Regions from separate parts of the Rattus norvegicus genome. Here region 2 is linked to region 1. A link is a contact called in public Hi-C data. All regions are on one chromosome and are shown on one strand. The core of a region is the stretch at or near the end of the contact, and the rest is flanking DNA. Distances in the headings are between cores, read along the strand shown. Region 1 overlaps Hs2st1 (heparan sulfate 2-O-sulfotransferase 1). Region 2 has its middle 47 kb from the start of Selenof.

Region 1 (7,950 bases), core at 1,430-3,929:
ATTAGATTGAATTTTGTTTTAAATGGAATGTTATAATGTTAAATTGCTGCTTGTATTGACTTTTTTTTTTTTAAATAAAATCATTTAATAATTTTTGGCTTGGGAATAGGACTTCAAAAGTAGTCCAGCAACTTCTAAAATTGTCTTAAAGTACTCCTGCTATTTTGTACTACATATTTACGTGAAATGGTGTTCTCAGCATTGAGGCTTACAACACTAAAATATTGATCAACTTGAAAAACAGGGAAGGGCTGTAGATGGCTCAGAGGCTTAACCTCTGAGCACTGGTTTTTCTTCCAGAGGTCCTGAGTTCAATTCCCAGCAACTACATGGTGGCTCCTGACCATCTGTAATGAGATCTAGTGCTGTCTTATGGCCTGCAGGCACACATGCAGGCAGAACACTGTATCATAATAATTAAATCTTTAAAAAAAGAAGAAGAAAGAAGAAAACCCTGAGGATCCTGCACATCCTGCAGTCTCGTGTTACCTAAGTTTTCGTTCTTGTTGCAAAACTAAACAAACATATCCATCTCATTGAAATGCATCTCATTAAAAGTTTGCTTTAATAAATTGAAATATTATATATTTATCAAATAATTGTTTTTAATTTTTTTATCATCAGTAGATGTGATTTGATTACCTGTTTTATACACCCAGGTTGTGCAAAAGTTTCCCAAGCAAACTGGAGTTTAAGAAGCCTTGTCAATGCACATATGAGAGGAGATTGAACATCTGGAGGTGGCTTCTCTGGAGCTGTCCTCAGTGTAGTAAGCGCCTGGACTTGACAAGATGCTAGAACACACACATACACAAACACACACACACACACACACACACACACACACATATTATAGGCAAAGAATAAGATAAGCGCATTTGGGAGAAAAGAAAAAATTTTCCCTAGATGTATATTTGAAACCCAGAGGAATCCCACCCTTTGGAATAGGTAGTAAGTGTGAACTTTAGGCAGATGGACTTATCTGGGTGAAGTCCATTTGGTCCATGAGAGGTAGGTCTCAGTGGGTTTCCTGTAGCTTATAAGTTTACAAAAGCGATAACTTGAGTCAACAATATGAACATTCTTTAAGATAAACTTTTTGTGGAGAAGGAACAAGAATTTGTGATTACAGTTGGGTTGTATATTGGGACGTTTCATTAGTTAGGCAAATAGAAGAACTCGAATAGGACAGTGGTATAGCAAGAAGAGGAAATACGAAGCATTTATTTAATCAATGAAAACAACATAGGCTGGCCTGACTACCCAGTTCTCCCAGAATCTAGACTGAACAAGGAGTGTATCTGGAGGGATCCACGGCTCCAGGTTCATCGTAGCAGAGGATGGCCTTGCCTGACAGCAATGGGAAGGGAGGCCCTTGGTCCCTGGGCGAGGTTTGATGCTCCAGGGCAGAGGGATGCTGGAGTGCTAGGGCAGGAGGGTGTGGTGGGTGCGGGAACACTCTCATACGGGCAAAGGGGATGGGGGATGGGGGAATAGTGGACACGGTAACTGAGAAATGGAATATCATTTGAGATGTCAACGAATGGAATGATTAATAAAAGAAAGAAAATGGCCCACAGAATCAACTAACCAGGGATCATGGGGGATCACAGAAACTGAACTATCAGGGAGCCTGTATGGGTCTGACTTATGTCCTCTGTGTATGTGTTATGGTTGTGCTGTGAGACACCTAAGTGGCAGCGAGGGCGTCTCTGACTCTTTTGCCTGCTGTGGGGACCCTTTCTCTCCTCCTGGGTTGCCTCGTCAGTCTCAATATGAAGGCATGTTCCTAACTCTTACATACCGTGTTTGGTTGTCATCTCTGGGAGGCCTGTCCTTTTCTGAGGGGAAGGGAAGGAGGAGTGGATCTGGGGGACAGAGGAGGTGGCAGGGGAGAGAGGAACTGCAGTAGGGATATAATGTATGAGAAAAAACCCTAAGAGGAATTTTTTAAAAAAGGAAGAAAGAAGAGAAAAAGAAAAGCCAGCCAGCCAGCCAGACAGAAAGAAGGAAAGCAAGCAAGCCTGGCTTGAACAGTGGGAACCCACACAGAAAAAAGCTGAAAGAGGCACATATTCCCTCACATTATCCTCTGCTGCTTGCTGCTTTGATCTGGTTCTCCATAGAGAAAGCTGTGACTGCTGCTTGTCTTTTGATGCAGCCCTACCCTGGAAAACCCATCTGTAAGGAGAAGCCCTTCCCAGTACCAGCCCGCTCAGCTCCCTGAGCGCAAGCCCTAGTGTCAGTTGTTTGCCCCGTGAGTCAGCCTGTAGGAATTGTGAGTCATCTGCAGCATGTAGTACAGATCTTGAAGTGTGCTTTTTACTGGATGCAGCATTGTGACATTTAGAACAGTAAGTCAGTGGTTGGAGAGCAACCACATTTGGTGAGAAAGAATTATTGTTTGTTTGTTTTGTATTAAATCATAATCATTATACTCTGGCATTTTATCATAAAATAGTTTGTTTTTGGAGAGGATTTTTCTCACTTGAGACTTTAGGTAACTTTTTTTTCCTAGTTACCTACAGAAATCCTTGTAATTAAGGAATATGGCAGTGTATTGGGGTTCTATCCAGTTCTATCCCTTTTGTCCTGGAATGTCTAGAATGTAAGATCAGACACTGAAATCATTTGAGATTCCCACGGGGATGCTGTAGAGCGGTGGTGCACTGGAGTCACAGTGAGTGCAGGATCATGCTCGCCCAGGGTCAGTACCCAGCAGAGCACACAGGCAGCAGTGGCAGTGTACTCAGTCTGTCAGTGATATGGATGATTGGTTAGCAGTTGGGCTGACAAGGGTGTGGTGGGCAGCTAGATATCCGAGATCTTAGATGACTGCTGACTGACACTGACTTCTGACGCTGTGTCTCTTCTAGTGCTCAGCTCTGGAAAGCGTGGTGCAGTGGAAAATGGTTTCCTCCTCCTCCACTTCCTCCTCCTCTTCTTCCTCCTCCTCCCCCTTTTCTCTTTCCTCCTTTTTTTTTTAAGCTTCTTTTCATCCCACCCTCTTTCTTTCTTTTTACCAAAAAGCCTAGCCTGGTGTTATGGCACATGGTTGTTATCGAGCTCCGGGAAGACTGAGATGCAAGGACGGAAACTATGAGGCCAACTTGTAAAAGCCTGTCTCCCAAAGTTTGAGAGGAAGGAGTAGAAAAATATGTGCTCGACAGACTTTCAGGCTATAAATGTGTTTTAGAATATCTTCTTAAGTGTTCTACACACGTACACACACACACACGCATGCACACACGCACACACACACACACACACACACTTAAAATGAACGAGTGTAAGCGGATGCACAAGTCTATAGCTAGGAGGATGCACAGCTCCACTGCACAGTGCAGTTTGGTTTTGTTGGACGTGAGGAGCGGTAACAGTGGAGGATGTGGAAATGCCGTCTGAATTATACACCGGATGACAGTGCTTTGTGTGCATCAGCTGTGATAGCTGTGGGCGGAAGTCAGGATGGATTTGCACAGCTATTCTTGTGCTGATTGACTCTTCATCACTGCATCTTTGTAGGGAAATGTCTCGCACTTGCAAAGTTCTAAATGCTCTAATAGCAAAGATTAGAAAACTCTGCGTCATGTTTTAAAGATGTATTTTTTCATTTTTAATTAGTGTATGTATATGTATGTATGTACGTACGTATGTATGTATGTATGTATGTATGTATGTATGTATGTATGTAGCTATGTGCACATGAGTGCAGACACCCTTGGAGATTGGTGGTTGGATCTCATGGAGCTGGAGTTACAGACAGTTGACATTTGTAAGGTGACATTTGTAAGGTGCCTGATGAGGGATTCTGGGAACCTGTCTTGGATCTGTAAAAGCAGCAAATTCTCTTAACCCCTGCACCATCTCTTCAGCCCATATGTTAATTGATCTCTTAATCTCAGCCTCATTTCAATGCAATAAGGTGAATGACTAAGGAAGTCAGGAAGAATAGAAGAGTAGTAAACAGATTTACAAGTAGGAGTAACACTCACAGTGTGGGAACAGACACTAGATTTCTAATGGTCCGAGCAGGGAGAGGAGCTTTTGTTCCCTCTCCCCGTTCCCATGCTGTGGTGCAGATCACTATAGGTAAGTAAGTGCCTGTATTATGGCAGTCGCTCCCACACAGCCCAGCATCCTCTAGAACATTGAGGTTTGTTTCCATTACGGTGTATCACTTGACATCAAACATTGCTTCTTTATGTTGTTTTGGTGTGAAGCCATCTACCTTCCCCAGCATTATTTCACTTTGAGATTTCAAACTGCAGACCCTCAGCTCTCCTGCTGCAGCTGGGCTTGCCAGTGAGGGTTGAGCTTCAGCTTGTTCCAGCTTTTGTCGTTTTGCGTAGTCACCTCCTGACAGATAGTAGCTCTGATTGTGGCCTCTCATCCACTGAGCAGGCCTGGTGCCAGACACTTCCTGACATTTCCCGGCTGAGTCGCTTGCTGCCCAGCCCTGCTTGGTTCATTACTTCTCACCGGAGGCAGGGGCTTCTCTGAGAATATCTAAGCCTCCGTGGGCCTTTCCTGGAGAAGACTGTCTACTTAGTACCTTATAGTTATTTATATATTTGCATATTTAGCTTTTCAGAAAAGCTACCTGCTGCCCTCTTCTGGCTTCATATTAGGTTGACCTTAAGTAAATTTTAATTTTTAATCTTTAGAATTCCATCAGCATCTTGGAGAGACCAGTGGTTTCCCAAGCTTGACTTGCTTGTGAAAATCATTTAGGTGAATTTTTCTTTTAAATGTGCAGTACATGCTTTTCCCCTTTTAGAGATTCTAGTTTAAGTATGGGGGAAGGAGGGTGGTTATTGGTATATTAACAGAAACAACACTTGGGTGTTGAGTCTCTAGCCAGTTATTAGAATCTAACTGGAAGATAGTTAGGTAAACTGGAGCTCGCCGGGAGGACTCGTGCTGCTTAGCTCTAGGGCTCACACTCTAGAGTGTCATGGATAGAGAAGTCAGACGAGGAATATAGGGCTTTACCTTCTTCAGAGAGAGAAAAGGGCCTGCGTGGAGTCTGCTAACCTGAGCCATGGCATTTGCGCCAGCCTGTGCCGGTTTGGTGGCTACTCTAGGGACACTGTCCAGAATCTTCAGCAGTAGTCACAGCAGCCAGGACTGAGGGGAGTTGACACTCATTTTATGGCATCTTAACCCTTTATGTTTTGTTTTTCGAAATGCAACAAACAAACAACAGCAACCCAGAGATGCTGACAGTTTCTGGAGCCGCTCTCCAGCAACTGGAGTTTCAGAGAAAAGGCCCAGCTCCCTCAGTTCTGCCACCCTCCTCATACACTGCTGAAGGGGTGCACAGTGCTGAAGGGGAGGATGGAGAGTTAGCGTGTTAGGAAGGACAGAGGAAGGGTCTGGTGCCCTAGTCCAGTCTTTGAGTACCAACATGAGCTTTACAAAAGGAGTTTGGGGCACACTTGCATAATCAAGCAGTTGTGGCTGGCTGATTATTAGTTCTGACTCTGCGAGATGGCCCAAAGGATTCCTTACAACTGTCTATCATCGTGTGGAGGTCGGTCTGCTTCTTACAAGGTGCTTGCTTCCCTTCCCTCGTCCTTACAGGCATTTGCCTCCATGTTGGATGTCTGTCCTGTGAGGATATGGTATTCTTGGAATCCAGGTCTGATGGTTTATATATGCTTAGCCAGGGAGTGGTACTATTAAGAGGTATGGCCTTGTTGGAGTAGGTGTGTTGCTGTGGGGATTAAATATCCTCACCCTACCTAGCTGCCTGGAAGCAAGTCTTCCACTAGCAGCCTTCAGATGAAGATGTAGAACTCTCAGCTCCTGCACCATGCCTGCCCGGATGCTGCCATGTTCCCACCTCGATACTGAACTGAACCTCTGAACCTGTAAGCCAGCCTCAGTTAAATGTTGTCCTTATAAGAGTTGTCTTGGTCATGGTGACTGTTTACAGCAGTAAAACCCTAAGACACCAGGTCTTGTGTCTGTCCCTTCAGCCTTGAGAGGCTGAGACAGGTTGGTGGCACTCCTGTGCAGAGTGAGGCAGGAGTGTGATCCAAGTTAAGGAGACACACAGACAAGACGGAGATGCCAGGCTTCATTGCCTTTTTAAAGCCCTCTTGGGGCCCAAGTGAGAAGTCGGCGTTTTTTTCAAAAGAAACCCTAAAGAAAAATACACAAACTAACAGACAAAACAAAACAAAACAAAACAAAACTACTAAACCAAAGTGTGTGCGCGTGTGTGTGCGTGTGTGCGTGTGCGTGTGCGTGTGTGTGTGTGTGTGTGTGTGTTGAAGTTCTGAGTAAGAGATAATGGTGTTTCTATGGCTTGGGATTATTTGTCTCTTTCTGCCTTTGGATTACCTATTTTAATTCTCTAATCTTTGAAGTATATGGTTCTTCTACTCTCGTCTGTAGACTGTTTAAATGCATTTGATCAGCTGTAAGCTTTAAAATAGATACATTTACACACTATGTATGAATGTAGAACTTGTGGTGTTGGCAGTCACATGGTCAGGGCTGACGAACCATCTTGATGTAGAAAGCTGCTGGACGTTTGGCAGCCTGGGTTCATCTCAGCACTACAAGCATCACGGGCCATGTATGTGGAAAATTAATTGCAACTCTGTTGAACTCATTTCATTCCCTTTTATTTGCATAAAGGATATGAAGCAATTATCCAGTTGAATAATTTATAAATAATGTTTTTAAACTGGAGGAATATAATGAAATTATTTCTTAGACTCTGTACTAATTACTTTAAGGTTGTTCCAAATATGTGATGTTTAGATATATGTGTGTAGGAACAACCCCGCTTCTCTCTTGTCTTAAGCCATCTTCTTCCTGCTAATTTTCTTCCTTAGGAGGTTATTTTCTTAATGTTGTTAATGCAGACCTCCCATCTCACCCCCATCTATTCTCTTTCAAGTGTTTCAGTCTTTAAAAACTTGTGTCCGTGGTGAGCATGGTTTGTGATGAGCAGCAGATGCGTTCAGTACCTGGAGCCCTGAAGGCCGCTCGCTTTCCTTTTTCCCACTTGAGGTTCTTTAGGGAGTTTGGCCTCTGACTACTTACCTGACAGTGTTGCCAGGCATTTTACAAACGTATTTGTAACTGGAATCACTGTGAGAGGTCTTTCTTGCCCTGTGCCCATCTGGCTGTCTTTGATCATGAGCCATTTCACCTGCATGTTTCTGGGCAGATTATATGGTTTGAGGCCGCTGGTTTTGGGGACCTGGAACTGGACTGCTGGGAATTGATTCTAATGCTTTGTCTTAATTCAGCTCCCAGCTGGCTGCAATTGGTAATGAAGAATTGCTGTACAGCCCATGACTGGGCAGGGAGATGGAGGCAGGACTTTTAGATTGTGTGGGCAAGGGACCAGAGAGAGGGGAAGAAGAGAATCACCATGTCTCAGAGGGTAAGGATCAGATTTAAGAGCTGCAGAAGAAAAACCATCCAACAATGGAGGTAGAAAGGGAAAGTGACCCTATTTGGTGGGAGAGGGGTGCCTAGAAGGTAACAGGGCAGCAAAGGTAAAACATAGATTTAGAAGGTGTCAAGCCAGGAATACCAGAGGGCTGTGTGTGCTCGATGCAGGGAGGTTTAGAAGTGCCCAGCCATTGAGCTACTCAAGGCATATTAAAATTAGCTGGTGTGTGTGTGTGTGTGTGTGTGTGTGTGTGTGTGTGTGTGTGTGTGTGTGCGCTTAGTAGTCAGTTCGGAGTTTTCTCATTCCCATGGGCTTAGGATAAGCTTCTTTATCACTTAATTTCTAAAATTAAGGACATTAAATGACTTTCCTTACAACTGGTAACTCAAACTTACCTTGCAGGAGTAGTGCTTGCAAGTTAGTTAGCATTCCGAAGTCCCTGATGGGACGCATGAAACGGTAGTGGTGGGGCGTCTGAGCGGGCACACATTGCATCTAGCCTCTCAGTGTGATAAAGGACACAGTGATCA
Region 2 (7,950 bases), core at 1,716-4,215, 82 kb before region 1:
ATCTTAATCTTTGGTGGTGATATTTTCATTAAAATGGTTCTAGATTATTCCAAGGGGTTGGAAAGTCTGGCTGCAGATGGATGGATAAAACAGAGGAGGTCAGTTCACTGCCTTATCTAGGAGTCAGAAATAGCTCTTTTGAGATTTCACACCTCTTTCCCTACCCGGGTCTACAGGGATAACCCTGGCTGAAGCTGGAGGTCTGTGGTTAGGAAGGTTGGGCCCTGTAGCAATCACCCTGGGCCTCTTCGCAGGGTCTAGTGAGGAGCAGAGAGGCTTTGGCCACTTCTGCTTATGAAGTTTTGACCAGCCAGGTACCTGTACTCCAGTAGGCAGAACAAAAAGTGTCACCTTGACTCTTGCTTCCAACCACTGTGACCCTGTAGACATGAGGGAGGGGAAAGGCTGGGTTCTGTGCTTGAAGCCCTTTGTGCTGAGCAAAGGCTTTCATCCTGGCAGCTGCACTTCCGAGCAAGCGAGCGAGCGCTCTATCACTTCCTAATGGATGTGCTGAAAGGGTCCAGCTGTTCCTTCCCTCCCATCAGGCCCTGAAAAGCATGCCTTTCGAGCGAGGAAAGCACACATGCATTAGGACTTGATGTTAGGAGGAGGCTGGGGCGGGTAGACTAGGGTTGATGTTTGCTGCTGGCAATTGGGGCCAAATAATTATACCTATTAGAAAGAAAATGTTAGCACAGGAGTGATGAGGAGGGCCTGGAAGCAGGCTGCCAGATCCAGCACCAGTTCTTTCTCATCGTGAAGTCCTTCGTCTTCCTGCCTGTGTGACAGCCAGAGTCTGAGTGTTTGTTCCCCAGAGGCTGACACTGAAATCTCATCCACAGCATGGAGGCACCAAGAGGTGGGCCAGATGGCCCAGTGGTTAGGAGCTCTTTGCAGGGGACCCTGGTTTGGTTCTGCGTACCCCTGTGGTGGCTCACAACCACCTGTAACCCAGTTCCAGGGGATCCTATGCCCTTTTCTGGCTTCCAAGAGTTCCTGTAAGCATGTGGTATTAATGCATATACTCAGGCACACATACACATAAAATAATAAAAAAAAATAAAGATCTTTGCTCTCATGAAGTGAGTCAGTACCTTTATAAGGAAACTGGAAGGGCATGCTTGCCTGACCCTTCCGTTTTATGAAGAGACACCTAGAACGTGCGGTCTACAGAGCAGAGAACCAACATCAGACATAGAATCTGTTGGAGCACAGATCTTACTTTCCAGTCTCTAAATTATAAAATAAACAAACTCCCCAGCACACACACACAGCTATCAATGATAAATAAACGCTGGGCTGGGGCAATAGCTCATTGGTGAGGATTTCAGTTCAGCTCTGAGAACCTATGTAAGCCAGGCTCTGCATGCCTGCTGCTCTGGTTGGGAAGACAGGAAGTGCAACAGCCATCCCATTAGATCCTGGAGCTACAACCCACCATGAATGAGTAAGGGAGACATAGTCATGGCTTTCTCAAAGTGTATACTTCTGTGGAGAACACAGAATAATCTGTGACAATAGTGGTTAAGAATGAACATCTTTTTCTAGTCTCAAAATACAGTATTATTTTCCTTCTCTCCCTTTTACTCCCTCTCCTAACTTTCTGAAAACAGCATCAGGTGAGGCCAAGCAGAAGAGTCAGTGGTCCAGCAGGGCCATGAGCTATGGAAGACTAACATCCTAGTTAACTTTACCTGTCAGCTTTAACTAGTTGACTTGGACATACCCTAGAGCCAGCTGAGAAGGGACTCACACCTGAGACCCTGGAGAATCACTTGGATTGGACTGGCCCGTGGGCTTGTCTGTAGGGCACTATCTTAACTGTTAATTGATGTTGCAGAACCCACTGTTTGAGACATCATTCTCCTGGCAGGTACCGTATTATAAAAAGCAAGCTGATGGGGCCAGGAAATGGGTCAGTAGTCAGGAAGAACACTGGCTGTTCTTCCAGATGACCCAGGGTTCAATTCCCAGCACCCACATGGTGGCTCACAACCACCTGTAGTTCCAGTTCCAGGGGATTGACAACCTCTTCTGACCTCCTAGTATGCCAGGCAGACAAGTGTCATTCAAAGACATCCACACAGACGAGGATACTAAAAGTGACCCAAAGTCATACCATAGGAAACACAGTGTGGGTCCCCGGAGTCAGTGCTGTGAAATGACCCATGTCTGTTACATTTTTGCCAGTTATGCACACACTGGCTAGACAGCATCAGACAGACTCAGGCCGAAGGCATTCTATAACACTGGCTGGAACTGCTTACAATGCTAACATCTATCCTTAAGTGGAATAGAAGCAGAAGTCAGGAATGTTCCAAATGAGGAAGACATTGAGATGCATGAGAAGCAGGAAAATGTGTGACCCTGGTTTGGATCCTCTGATTACAAAAAGCTGCTGACTCCACTGGAAAATCTTCAGTGGGCTTGGCTGGAAGAAGAATGTAGGGGAATTCTTTGTGACTATTCTTATAACTTTTCCATAGGAAACTATTTGCGAAAAAGAAAATTAATTAGTACGATTGTTGTGGTGATACAGCTTATGGGAGCTGCTGGTGTGACCGAAAGAATGGCAGGGTGCTGGTGGATGAGAGATGGGTTGGGGATGAGAAGCAGGGGGCTCCGGGCAAGGAAGCGCGTTTGTCAGATGGGAGAAGGATTCATGGTTTGCATTTCCCTCATTTGGGCTGTGAGTCGATTCTTTCCAGCCACGTCTGTCTGAGAACCTTACCTTGAAATCTTCTGTTGGTCTGCCTGCTGGCACTGTCTACCAGAGGCCCAGGAAGGTGCCTGGAAGCTGGAAGGAGGCTCATTTGGGAGACATCACCGTGGTGACCGTCTTAACATCATACGGCCAGCAGATGGCAGCAGGCAATTCTGGGAAAGAAGGACCTACTGGAGCGGGGAGGGAGGTCTGGCGAGGCCAGAGCCTGGCTGGCTCCCACTGTTGGCTCTCTGTGAATTGCAGGCTCCTGCCAGGCAACAGAGCCTCCTGCAGCCCAACCTTGCTCTCTGGAAATAATGGGGAAAAGAGAAGGAGGGCTGAGAGAAAAGTCTTCATTGTGTTTTTGAAGAAAGCTGCTTTTATTTCTCCCAATAATGCAGGAGAGAAAAGGAGAGGCCATCACTTCGCAGAACTTGAATGAAATGCCTCAGAGTCCTGGAAGTTAATAGAAAGAGTTGGACTCACTGGCGAGAGGGTGGGACACATCCTCAGTACTTGTGACAAAGAAGAACACAGACTCGGTTCACGGTTCACTTGTAACGTGGAGGCAGGGGTTTGAGAATCAGACGAACCAACCTGTTCGTTTCAGGGTGTAGTTTAGTAGGCAATTGGACACTCACTAAGGGCCAGTGTCATTACACCTAGCACAAGCTGTGTTCTGCATGTTCTGTGCTGTGCAATCCCTTCCTGAGTTATGCACATGTATTTTACTATGTCACATTTAAAACGTCAGGCTTAGAAAAGTTGTCCTCAATACCAGTTTGTTAAGGTGTTTACTGTGTGCCAACTAGGGACACAGTGACCAGAGCAGGATTAAGGACAAATATGACCCCTCTCTTCCTGTAACTTACCATCTAGCTGTGACTCCTAGGGTTGAGAACAAATCCAGGACTTGATTCAGGTTGGTGGGATTCAAAGGACGTCTGCTGACATTAATAAGAACAATGACCACAATCAAGCCATACCGTTGCTTATGGTTTCATACCACGCTTCCTCAGAGCAGGCCTTTACCAAACCTCTCACTTGTCCTTACCGAATTTGTAAAGTAGAAGTTAAAAACGCCCAGTTCATAGTTGTCTGGAGAACAAACAAGACTGTATCTAATGAAGTGCTTACTGTAGTCTGCCATCAAAACTCATCAATAGCAGGTCATTGTCATTACTAGGACTGCCTTGGGGTCTGAGATCACACACACGAGTCTCATTAACCCACCCTGGGCACTGTCCAAGATTAGAATGCATCCAGCCTCGGGGTAGGGGAAGAGGTTTCATACTGGAGATAGTGGGTTTTGTTGGTGGTGGTGTTTTTGTTTTGTTTTGTTTTGCCTTTGGGAGGGACACTCCATCATTCTCTGTCCATTTGTCCTGGAAGTGGCTGGCCCTACCCCACCAGAGCTGGAAGGGTAACTCAGACCAAGCCACGTGCGGCAATTCTTCCTGTCGGTCATCAATTGAGGGATGAATACCTCATCCAAGTTGCCAGTTGAAAGCAACTTCAAGGGCTTTTCAAAGAGTTACCAGAAGAGAAATGATCTTTCAGCCGAGGCTTATTTGCAGGAAGGAATATCAGAACAGAAAGAAGCTGAGAGCAAGGTCATCCGGGAGAAAGACTGTAGTCAATGGATGGCTTGAGAATCCTGATGATGTCACCCAAGCCCTGGAGTCAGGGACTGGTAAGCTCTTACTGGAAAAGGCCAGATCATAAATAGATCAGATCATTCCTGCAAGGATCCAATGCATTATGGCTCGAGAGCCGCCCTAGACATTACATTATGTAAAAGAAGATATGTGGCTTTGTGCCACTAAAACTATTTACAGGAGCACGTGATGGGGCCCAGAGAGACGACTCAGGGCTGAAGTTCAGTTCCCAGAACCCACATCAGGAAGTTAATAGCCCCATGTCTAAGGGATATTGCACCCCCTTCTGGCCTCTGCGGGTACCTGCATACATGTGGGAGACAACACATATTCAAAAATAAAAATTAATCTTAAAAAGAATATCAGGCAATGGGCTAATGTTCTCTCTTTTCTGAGGCTGTATGTAAAGCCAGACAGCACTGGGCTCTTCCATTAGGGCTACCACTGACTTCCTGTCTGGATGAAGCCAGTTTGAGATTTGTATTATAACATTGGAAAGGGCTCTGATGCACGCTTCAATTTGATAAAATATGACCTTAATTCATCTGGCAGGTCACAGACTACCTAATGGTAAAGAAACTCATTTATTATTCCTCTCACCTAGTGGAAACTTCCAGGGCAGCCATTCTTGTTCTAAGTCCGTTCTGCAGTTGCTCTGGTTGGAGGCCACGGGCTGCTGCCAAGAAAGTTGAAATGTAACTGCCACTAAATCTCCCCAGAGGAGCGAGGTGGGGGTGGGGGTGCATCTGCAAAGTCTTGGGTTTTGAGCAGGCAGCCCAACAAGGGGCGACAGTAAATCACTGCACACAAAAAGGGTCCCAGAAGCATCACTGGAGAGGTTCTTCAGTGATCGGAAAAGGGAACTGGGGGGTGGAGGTGTTCTGACAGGGGAAGGATGGGATCTGTGGAAGAGACAGAGCCCCGATGTTCCCGTCAGTGGGATTTATCACCCTTCTTAAGAAATGACGTTGCTGTATGGAAGATTTCGTGTTCTTTGGATCAAGGCAGCGTGTTCTAGCTCTCTAATTTCCTGCAGCTACTCAGACTTTCCTGGAATTAAGCTGATTTATTTGAAAGCTGAACACCGCAGCCCTCATCTTCAGAGCTCAGTAGAGCTCTTGATGGCAAGTTGCAGATGTTAGATTTAAGTACCTGCTTCTAAGGAGTGAGCTCCATGTTTACAGAGCAAGCAGATGCCCTAGGAGGGGCAGAGGACAGCCACCAGCGTCGTTACCTGAAGACGGAAAGAACGCCAACAATGTGGGATGTAGCCGGGTGCTAAGTTACGAGTGCTGATGCGGGCGAGAGACATCAAGCAGGGCCCTGAAGGGGGCAGAGTAGGGAAACTTCAAGTGGGAAGGATCACTGGATCAATGATCCATCGGGTCCTGGGGATGAGCAGCTCACTGCGTTAGAAGTGTTTATAAAGCCCCTTTGTGCTAGACACCGTACTGAGCCCCAGACACACAGCAGGAGCGAGAACAGAGTTCAGCCCTTGACACCTGCGCTCTCACAGGCAGCACCAAATAAGGAGGAAGACTGCGTTGGCGTCCATTGAGAGAAGTTAGTTGGATGGAGGGGCTGGGGGTGAGCTGGAGGAAGATGGTGTAGCTTCCTATGGCACGACTTGATGTGGGATGCACAGCACACTCATTTGTGGTCCGTGGGATGGAAATGGAGGAGAAGTGGAGGCCGGAGAGCATGGCAGTGTGTCAGGAAAGGGTGAACACGGGCTTTGGTTTTCAGCCCTTTTGCTTCTGCTTGGTGCACTAACAACTTGTGACCTCACTTTTATTAAACCCAGGTCAGTGTCCCTGCTAAATGAGAATCAGTAGGTCTGGCTCTACATCACGTTTCATCTATTTATTTTAGGAGGTGGGGACTATAACTACCATGGGATACGAGGTCAGACGGCATCTTAATAGGAGACCTTCTACAAGTCCCAGGGATGCAACGCAGGCTGGGAGGTTTGGTGTAAGCACCTTTTACCATCGGAGACACCTCACCAACCTAAGTGCCAGCAGTTCTTGAACCAAAATGAACTGGCCTACTGATGACACACGGCAGCAAAGATCTAGGTCTTGCTAATCTCTGCCCAATCACTCCTCTAGCATCCTGAGACCTGGGACTGCCACGGAATGCTGTTCATCAGTGCAGGGACTTTATCAAGCACACAGGCTCCTAATGATCAAGAAAGACAAACCACATGGATTTCTGGCCATCATACACTCTCATGCCTGCAGGTGCACTGTCAACATGTGTGCACACACAAACATGTGTTCACACAGACACAAGAAGAATGTACCATTTTATTATTAACAGACAGCTGCTCTGAGTGTGTAAGAAAGGGACTCTTTGGAGGTAAGGTTCCCCTTCCAACTCTTCCTTTAAGCAAAATTTCTCATACAAAATTAAATTTCTGGGAGAAAGAATGTTATATAGTTATGTATTTGTGCTTGCCAAACCCAAGAGAATAGAATCTTCTGGTACCATGTGGTTGAATGTGAGGAGCTGACTTCTAAAGTAAGAGTAATTTGTGCATGCCTCTAAACCCAACACTCAGGATGCTGAGACAGGAGGATTACAAGTTCAAGGCCAGAACAGAGTATATGATGAGATGCTGTCTCAAACAAACAACAGAGCCTAAAGTCAAATCATCGCCACCAAAAAGCATCCTAAGGTCTGGGTGAAGAAATTAATTTTCCTGTCATATACACTCTGACAGTTCCTTCAAATCACATACAAATAAAAGGTCTGGTCCTCCTAATAAACTCAGGGTAGATAGCTCATAAGCAGAAAACTCTAGAAGGTGTGGAGGGAACACAGATTACAGAAAATGAAAAATTGCTCTCTGGAAAAGTTTGATGATAAAAGCAATGTCAGTTTGTACAAGGAAGTCGCATGATGTTAATGAACAGATGTGAGGCTCCAGGGAAGAGCTCTTTCCAGAATGAAAGCAAATCGTTTCTAAAGACTTTCCTAACTAAGGGCCCTGAGTTCAGTCAGGAACATCTATTGTCACGATGGGCCTGAGTGTGTACCACACCCCTTGTAAGTGAAGCCCAGTCCATGAAAGGATTAAGTGGTCGGGACAATGCTTAAAGCCTTTCAAATAGTGGTTTCTTCACACAAGGACAGTCTTTTCTCTTTGCCGAAGTCCTACCACATCCTGTTAGTTCTACGTGCCTGACGTGGCATTGCTGCCCTTTGATTTCTGGTATTTGGATGGATAGGACTGTGGAGACAGCTAGTTAACTTTGCGGCAACTGCAGTATCAGTGGGCACAGGAGTGGATAGTAGGGTCAGCAGAGGACTGGAGAAATGGAACCTTTGTAAACAGGATCCTGCAGCACAGAGGTGACAGTGGTACTGCACGTTTACAGTGAGTGAAACCACACCACAGAAGAAGGGAGGCTCTGAGGCAAAGCCTCAACCAAAACCAGAATACGACTGGGTCAGGCAGTAAAGAGTAGAAGACAGGACCAACATGGTAGTTTTTACTACATAATTGTGATTCAGACTTGGAAGCCCGCACTCCCACAGACAAAGAGCAAGCATCTCAGACTTAAACATTGCCAGAAAAGATAA

What was found. A called contact is a pair of places that touch in the nucleus more often than the background predicts.
Region 2: a Hi-C map of kidney shows a contact between it and region 1, with 6 times the contacts expected there. The contact joins two enhancer-like sites. A contact is called at or near these places in 6 of 12 Hi-C or Micro-C datasets (frontal cortex, kidney, liver and 2 more).

The regions. Positions count from the first base shown.
Region 1 is chr2:236,264,135-236,272,084 of GRCr8, reverse strand. The region is part of intron 1 of Hs2st1 (heparan sulfate 2-O-sulfotransferase 1); the gene reads left to right. Among named protein-coding and RNA genes, the nearest start is that of Hs2st1, 34 kb to the left of the region's middle. Within about 2 kb of position 2,679, at least 54 of the 93 cell types and tissues checked have an H3K27ac peak or open chromatin away from gene starts, as enhancers often do.
Region 2 is chr2:236,345,961-236,353,910 of GRCr8, reverse strand. No RefSeq gene overlaps it. Among named protein-coding and RNA genes, the nearest start is that of Selenof, 47 kb to the right of the region's middle. Within about 2 kb of position 2,965, at least 14 of the 93 cell types and tissues checked have an H3K27ac peak or open chromatin away from gene starts, as enhancers often do.